2 separate regions of the Mus musculus genome follow, and region 1 is linked to region 2. A link is a contact called in public HiChIP or PLAC-seq data. All regions are on one chromosome and are shown on one strand. The core of a region is the stretch at or near the end of the contact, and the rest is flanking DNA. Distances in the headings are between cores, read along the strand shown.

Region 1 (3,143 bases), core at 599-3,098, 72 kb before region 2:
TGGTCCTGGAGCCCACTCAGAAACCCCAGCGTTTTGTAATGGAGTCTCATGTTTAGGTTTGATATAAATGTATAATACCCATTTTTTTAAAAAAGGAAATATATACAAAATTACATCCATATTTAAGTTGGAAAACCTGGGGGGCGGGGTCAGAGAACATGGCACAGTTGGTATGCTTGCTATGCGTGTACATGAGAACCCGAGTTGCATCCCCAGCAGTACGGAGAGACAAATAGAAAGATGCCTGGGCCTTGCTGAGCCATCTTGCTGAGCTGGTGAGCTTTCAGGTTCAGTGAGAGACTCTGACTTTTTAAAATGTGTAGAGTCATAGAGGAAGACACCCAATGTTGAACTCTGTCCGCTACACACAAAACCAAAGAACTCAGAAATTGTGGATGAGGTGGATAACCTGGGTAGGTGGATGGATAGAGAAAGCCAGCGGTATTGCTGCCTGGGAAGGTTTTTGTCATGAAAAATAATCATTACCTTCCTTTTGAATTCAGCATCTTTTGCTTTTAGAGTATGAACCTTGCTGAGAAAAATGGAAACATCTGAAAGTGAAGCCCCGCCCCTCCCTTCCCCTCCCTGTCCCTTTGCATTGTGAAATTCCCAGAATTAAGAGGGGGACATTTGACCTGGGTCTGTGAGAGGCTGTTCCAGGCAAGGAGCCTATCCACTTGGGCCTGTATAGAAAGACCTGGCTGCACGCTTACAGTCAAGGACGAGTGTCTTGTCCCGAGTGCAGAAAGATGACATAGTCCTCTTCACTCAGGAATCCTGGTCTCCCCAGCGCAGCACCGTAGACGAATGACCTCTGGGGTGTCTCAAGTGGCTTGGTTCTTGTGACAAGATTATGAAAGCAGCCTCCACTCTTACTGGTGAAATAGACACAATTAGCCCTGTTTTGTCTACATTAAGCCCAGCGAGGAGGACAAAGAACAGTTGAGATGATAAATAAATGTGCTTTAGTTAAAACCTATGTGACAGCTCAGAGCGTAGGTAGAGATCTGTGGGCTCAAGGGAGGCCTCACCTGGGGCTCCTGCAGGACACTGGAATACAACTCTTAAGAACTTTTTTTTTGTTTTTTGTTTTTTTAATTTCCCTCTGTTAAACAGCTCTACATTCTACAGAAGGAGGTTGATTCCAGGAGGTTTCAGCACCTTCAACTGCATTTTTGAAAAAGCCCTATTTCCATTAACTTGCTTCGAAATAAAAAGCTAGTAATTTTTTTTTTAAAAGGTAAATGGTAACATTTTTGCTTTCCTAAGGGCATGTGCTGTCCTTGAAACCAGAATGTCCAACAGTAAATTATTTGATTCCTTCCAACAGTACCCCTTGTGTGTGAGGCAAGTATAAACTTCCAATAAGGACAAACTACTCAGTCAGCCCAAGCTTGGAGCTGTGTACTTTTCTACCCAACTGGGTGGGCCAAAAACCCTCCGTGGAGTTTGCTTTAGGGTGGGGTGCGGCAAACCTGGGCCACTGAGGCTATCAAGAGGTTTGCTTAAGACTTAACTTACGTGGGTTACTGCAAAAGGGTTTATCTAGAGTTGTTCTGCTCTTCTGTGTTTTTGTTCCCTACCAGCGGTTGATGGGCACGGTGAGCTGGTCGCCTTGGCACCAGGCTGTTGAAGGCATAATCAAATCACAACCCTCATTTTCTGAGTTACGTAATTTTGCAGAATGGACGCAGTGGCTCCTGGGAAAACTGTCTTTCCTCCTGTGAATTTTAAGGTCCATTTATAAAATGAGATGCTGTGTTGAATAGATGGCTGGGAGCGGGGAGGGTAACCTCATTTCACCTTTCTGCGTCTCCGAGGTTGAGTGGCCTTTGCCCGTGGCGCCTTCATGGAAACAGTTCTAAATATAGTTTCTGTTTGTTGTTGAATAATGACACAGGAGGGCCGGTGGTAGGGTTTCCAACTCCTTTCAGTCAGCAAGCAGGACAGAAGGCATCCCGTTTAGAGGGCCACTGTGACCAGAGGGCCACTTGAGGGACTGTGCCGTCAGCGTTCAGGCTATGCTTGCCACTCCAGGTGTACTGAGTGTGAACTGTCTCTCAGCTTCCTGAGACCTACCCACTCTCTTCCCCCAAGTTCTCTAATTGGTTCTTAACTAGTACACAAGTGAATCGAAGGCATATAGCTGGACATTCTACCCTGCCCTGGGTGGTTCTCCATCCACAGGTCTTAGCTAATGTTTAAGGGAGTGGATGATGTAATGTCCAGAGTCATGGGTACCAGTGTGGTTTTTTGCAGGGATTATCACAGGCCATGTAGGGCCCTAGTGTTCCAGGCTCTGGTACCTTTATCTTCGAATTCGTATTTCCGGCCAGACAAGGGATGAGATTATATTGTTTTCTTTGCCTGAAGAGGCTTTTTGGTCTTATTGTTCTGTTGTGTCTAGAACAGCTTAAACTCCATAGTGAAACTTTTTCAACTGGCCCAGGACATACGATTCTGTGTTCCTGCTTGTATTTCCATGCAGTTTCCTGATGAGCCCACAGCCACAGGCAGACCTGCTTTGAGGTATCAGGCTGGAGTCAGGTGACTTGGGTTTCTAGAAGTTTCTACAAAAGCTGAATAAAAGGGGGAGAGTTGAGATGTCAAGAAAGAGGAGCCCAAGAGCTGAGTGGGTCAGTTGTCTTGATACTCTTGGGGCTGAGCCCTGCAAGGGATGTACGAGAGTTCTGCTGCATCTCAGTGAGTCCCCAAAACTGGGAGGGACATTGTAGCAGGTGCAGGGAGCGCCAGTGTGTCCTAAAGTGCCATGTCACATGACCCAAGACTACCAGGCATATGGCCCTTCTTAGTAAACACTAGGTAAATGTCTCAGGCTTCTCTGAAGTGATCTCGATGCCCCGAAGGGATAAGAGGACAGGTTTTATTATTCTCTCCATTTTGTGACTTTGTATTGGGAAAGCAAAGGCTTGTGAAGAGGCAGGGTTGTGGGAGATGTTTTTACCTTAGCGAACTGCAGCATCTTCAGATGCTTTGAATGTTACAGACTTGATTTTTTTTTAACGTCATACTGGGAAATGATCTTAGTCTCCTCTTGTATAGTAACGTAGTAATATATCATGTTTGCTTCTCACTGGGCACCTAGTAAGCTTTTCTCCGTGTGGGAGACACACTTTGGAATT
Region 2 (3,131 bases), core at 373-2,872:
CACCAGTTAACAAGATCGCTATGCTGGCTGTAAATCCTCCCTGTGCTTGTGTCTTGTGTCTTCCTGCTCGCGTCAGCCTCCCAACCTTGTTTCTGCTCTGGCCAGTGGAGTTAGAAATAGATTCAGCTCCCTAGCCTCGCTTCTCCTAAATCTTCATGTTTTTGCTTCAAACAAGAATTCCTAAAATAGACAGAAGGTTTCCAGGAAGGCGTCCCATTTCCCTCTTAGTGTACAAAATATAGCCAGCTGTTAGGCAAAGGCATCAGACATTATTATTGTACCGTTAACAGTGTTTTAAAATATACAAATAGAAAAATATCCCCATGCCTTCTGGGTTCCAAGCTGGGCAAACTTTGAGATTATGTTAATCAAATGCCACGTTCATTTGCATACGAGGTATGCACTGGGCCTCACCCTTTGCTGCTTTCCTCTGTGGCCCTGCAGGGTTCAGCTTTAGTTCATTTGAAAGAAGGCAGGACCAGGGAGCTCCTGGCAGCAAAGGAGTTAAAGAGGCCTGTGGTGGGGATGGGAGCGAACGAACTGGAAGTACTTCCAGGGGGCTCACCTTCCCAGAGTCCTCCCGGAGGCCTCTGAAGAGGTCACTTACAAAGGAGTTGTTAGCATGAGAAAGGAAAGCTTTCTCTCCCAAGATGGTTTTCAGTGGGAACTGAAAAAGCACCAGAAATCATGGCCCAGGCTTGTGCCAGTGGGTGCAAGGGGTGGTTCTTCAGGGAGAGAAAGCACAGTTCATTTAGACTTGGCATAGACATCCGACCCGATTATTCTGTGGAGTGAGCATTGATATGGAGATTCTGCCCCACCCCCACCCCATCAATAGGACACCCATTACGTGGGTCATGTATGCTTTTCTTTTTCTTCCCCTTTCTTCTCCTTTTCCCCCTTCCTTTGTCCTCGTAGGAATAGCCTGTGTAGAATGGCCCGGTTTGTCAAGTTTCTGCCCTGTAAGTTTTTACAGTTCTGCATTTTGAGACTCCCCATATCTGTGACTTAGTCCCTAAGTGGGCTGCCAATAGGTGCTTTATTTACATTCGAAGCCACAGTAGAGAAAAGACCCAGGAATAAAACGTTAACAGGCAGGAAGAGGCAGGAGCCTAGCGTTTCTGACTGTTGCTAACCTCACTGCTGCCTTTAAAGCCAATCACGAGGCTCGCGGCTGATATTTAATAGCTTTGAGCTGATTATTTTTTCTTCTCCTCCTCTTTCTTTTCTCTCCAAGTTGACCTGGGTGTACTTGAGCGGAAATGAAGTCATCCAAATGCTGAATTAGAATAGTCACAGTCCCCTAAGAATGAAATGGAAGCAGAGATTAAATGGTGGAGGGAAAGCAGGCATTAATGAACACCGAGGGAAACTTTGCATAAAATAAATAGGAGCTTGAGCATGTCCCCGCCGCTTCTGTTTCTCCCTCGGTTTGTGTTGTCTTTTTGGTGTATCGCTGATGGCAAAGAGGGATCTGAAAGGTCACATACTCTCTGCCACCTAGGCGACAGCGCTCTCTTCTTTGTGGGATGCGTTTTCTTCTGTGATGGGGGAACCTGGATGGAGGGTCTGTTGTTGTGGAGGGCTGGCCATTACTTGTTGCAGCTGGAGTGGGTGGAGACAGATGGAAGAGAGGAAAGGGTGGGAGGCAGCACAGGGCCGGTGAGCCAGCCATCCTGATACTGTTTGTAACAGACAGATTCCTGCTTGTAGGGACTTGTTCCCACAAACCTGGGCTGGCCAAAGGTAGAGTGACCAGTTGTAACTGTTTACCTAGGACTGGAGCTCAGATCCTAGGAGTAAAGGAACCGTCAGAGCGGTCACAGCCTGAAGCTTCCCCCCCACCCCCACCCCCGTGTCCTGGGATTCTCTTTCACACCTGTTCACAGTGTACCTTCTCGATTTATTCCGGCAGCCGTGGGGGAGAGTTAGCACAAGACCTGTATGAACCAGGCTGGAAATTGTTCAATGAGAGAGTGGTCCGGGGAAGACAGGAAGAACAGGCAGTGGTGGTTTGGAGTGCAGCGACCTTTTGGACTCCTGTTTGGCTCCTGCTTGGGGATTATTTCTGTGACCACTGGAAATAATAATAATAATAATAATGAAAAAATTCTGCCCTAGCTCAGTGAAAAGTGAGCCGCTTGTAGTTAGAGAGCAGAGTGAGGATTTAATTAGATTTAAAAGCCCAGCAGAGCCTTGTTTACAGGAAGTGGTTTTAGGTGGTCTGCTGTAGAAGATGCAATTTCTGCAAGTGGATTACTTATAATGAGAGATTTTTGGTTGCTGAGGTCGCTAACGGCCTTTTATAATTGGAGGCAGAGGTAAATATTTTCTGACTTGCTTATGGCGTGTTAGCATTCAAAGAAACAATTTAAGGTGCTGTTCACTAAAGGAAAAATAAATGAGACTGTGGACTGCTCAGAGGCAGGCTTCCTGACTGTGTTTCCAGCTTTCTTCTGGACCGTCAGAAGGACTCGGAAGGCCTCAGGGAGAGGATGTGCTGCGGGCCTTCCAAGGCTTGGAACAATTAATTTTTTTTTTATATTTTATCTTTTACAAAAACATTCTTTTAAAAAAACTAGTAAACAAAAGAGGGGATGATTAACAATGTAGTCGCTCCATCTTAGCTGACATTACGTTCAGATTCCGGAATTCCTGTCATGTCTGCCCCTAACCCTTACTTGCCTGTCAGTTGTCCCAGTGCCATAGGATTGGCTCCTGTTTTAAACTGCTGGGGAGAGATTGGGAGAGGGTAAGTGATCGGTTCAGAGCTGATCAGCCAGACAGAAGGCTCAAGCTTCACACCCCAATCTTCTAGTGAGAAGACATGGGGTTTGGCTTCATGTGAGATACTCACGGTGAAGGATAGCCATCTGGACTGTCTTCCAGTAAATACCCCCTCACACTACTCTTTAGATGAGAACTTTAGTCCAGGCTGGCCCCAAACTCCCTGTGTTGTCATGAAGAACCTCAAACTTGTGATCCTTCTGCCTCTACTTCTAAATGCTGGCATTTTTGGCTATATACCACCACACTTGGTTCTGTGTCATGCTGGGGTTTGAACTCAGGACCTTGGACATGCTAGACAAGCACTCTGCCGCTGATCTACAGCTTAGGTCAGCTAACCATTA

The links. HiChIP or PLAC-seq counts read pairs in DNA pulled down with a chosen protein or histone mark.
Region 1: a contact with region 2 is called in an H3K27ac HiChIP or PLAC-seq map of heart atrium, with 5 read pairs. The contact joins two enhancer-like sites. A contact is called at or near these places in 2 of 39 promoter capture datasets (the C10 cell line and pre-B cells), 5 of 115 datasets of contacts at active chromatin or transcription factors (astrocytes, embryonic basal ganglia, embryonic forebrain and 2 more) and 2 of 9 other capture datasets (adipose tissue and liver).

Annotation. Positions count from the first base shown.
Region 1 is chr11:88,653,641-88,656,783 of GRCm38.p6, reverse strand. All of the region lies in intron 5 of Msi2 (musashi RNA-binding protein 2), which reads left to right. Among named protein-coding and RNA genes, the nearest start is that of 0610039H22Rik, 36 kb to the right of the region's middle. Within about 2 kb of position 1,848, at least 30 of the 459 cell types and tissues checked have an H3K27ac peak or open chromatin away from gene starts, as enhancers often do. A contact at or near this core is called in heart atrium, where this site is marked.
Region 2 is chr11:88,581,007-88,584,137 of GRCm38.p6, reverse strand. The region is part of intron 6 of Msi2 (musashi RNA-binding protein 2); the gene reads left to right. Among named protein-coding and RNA genes, the nearest start is that of 0610039H22Rik, 37 kb to the left of the region's middle. Within about 2 kb of position 1,622, at least 122 of the 459 cell types and tissues checked have an H3K27ac peak or open chromatin away from gene starts, as enhancers often do. A contact at or near this core is called in heart atrium, where this site is marked.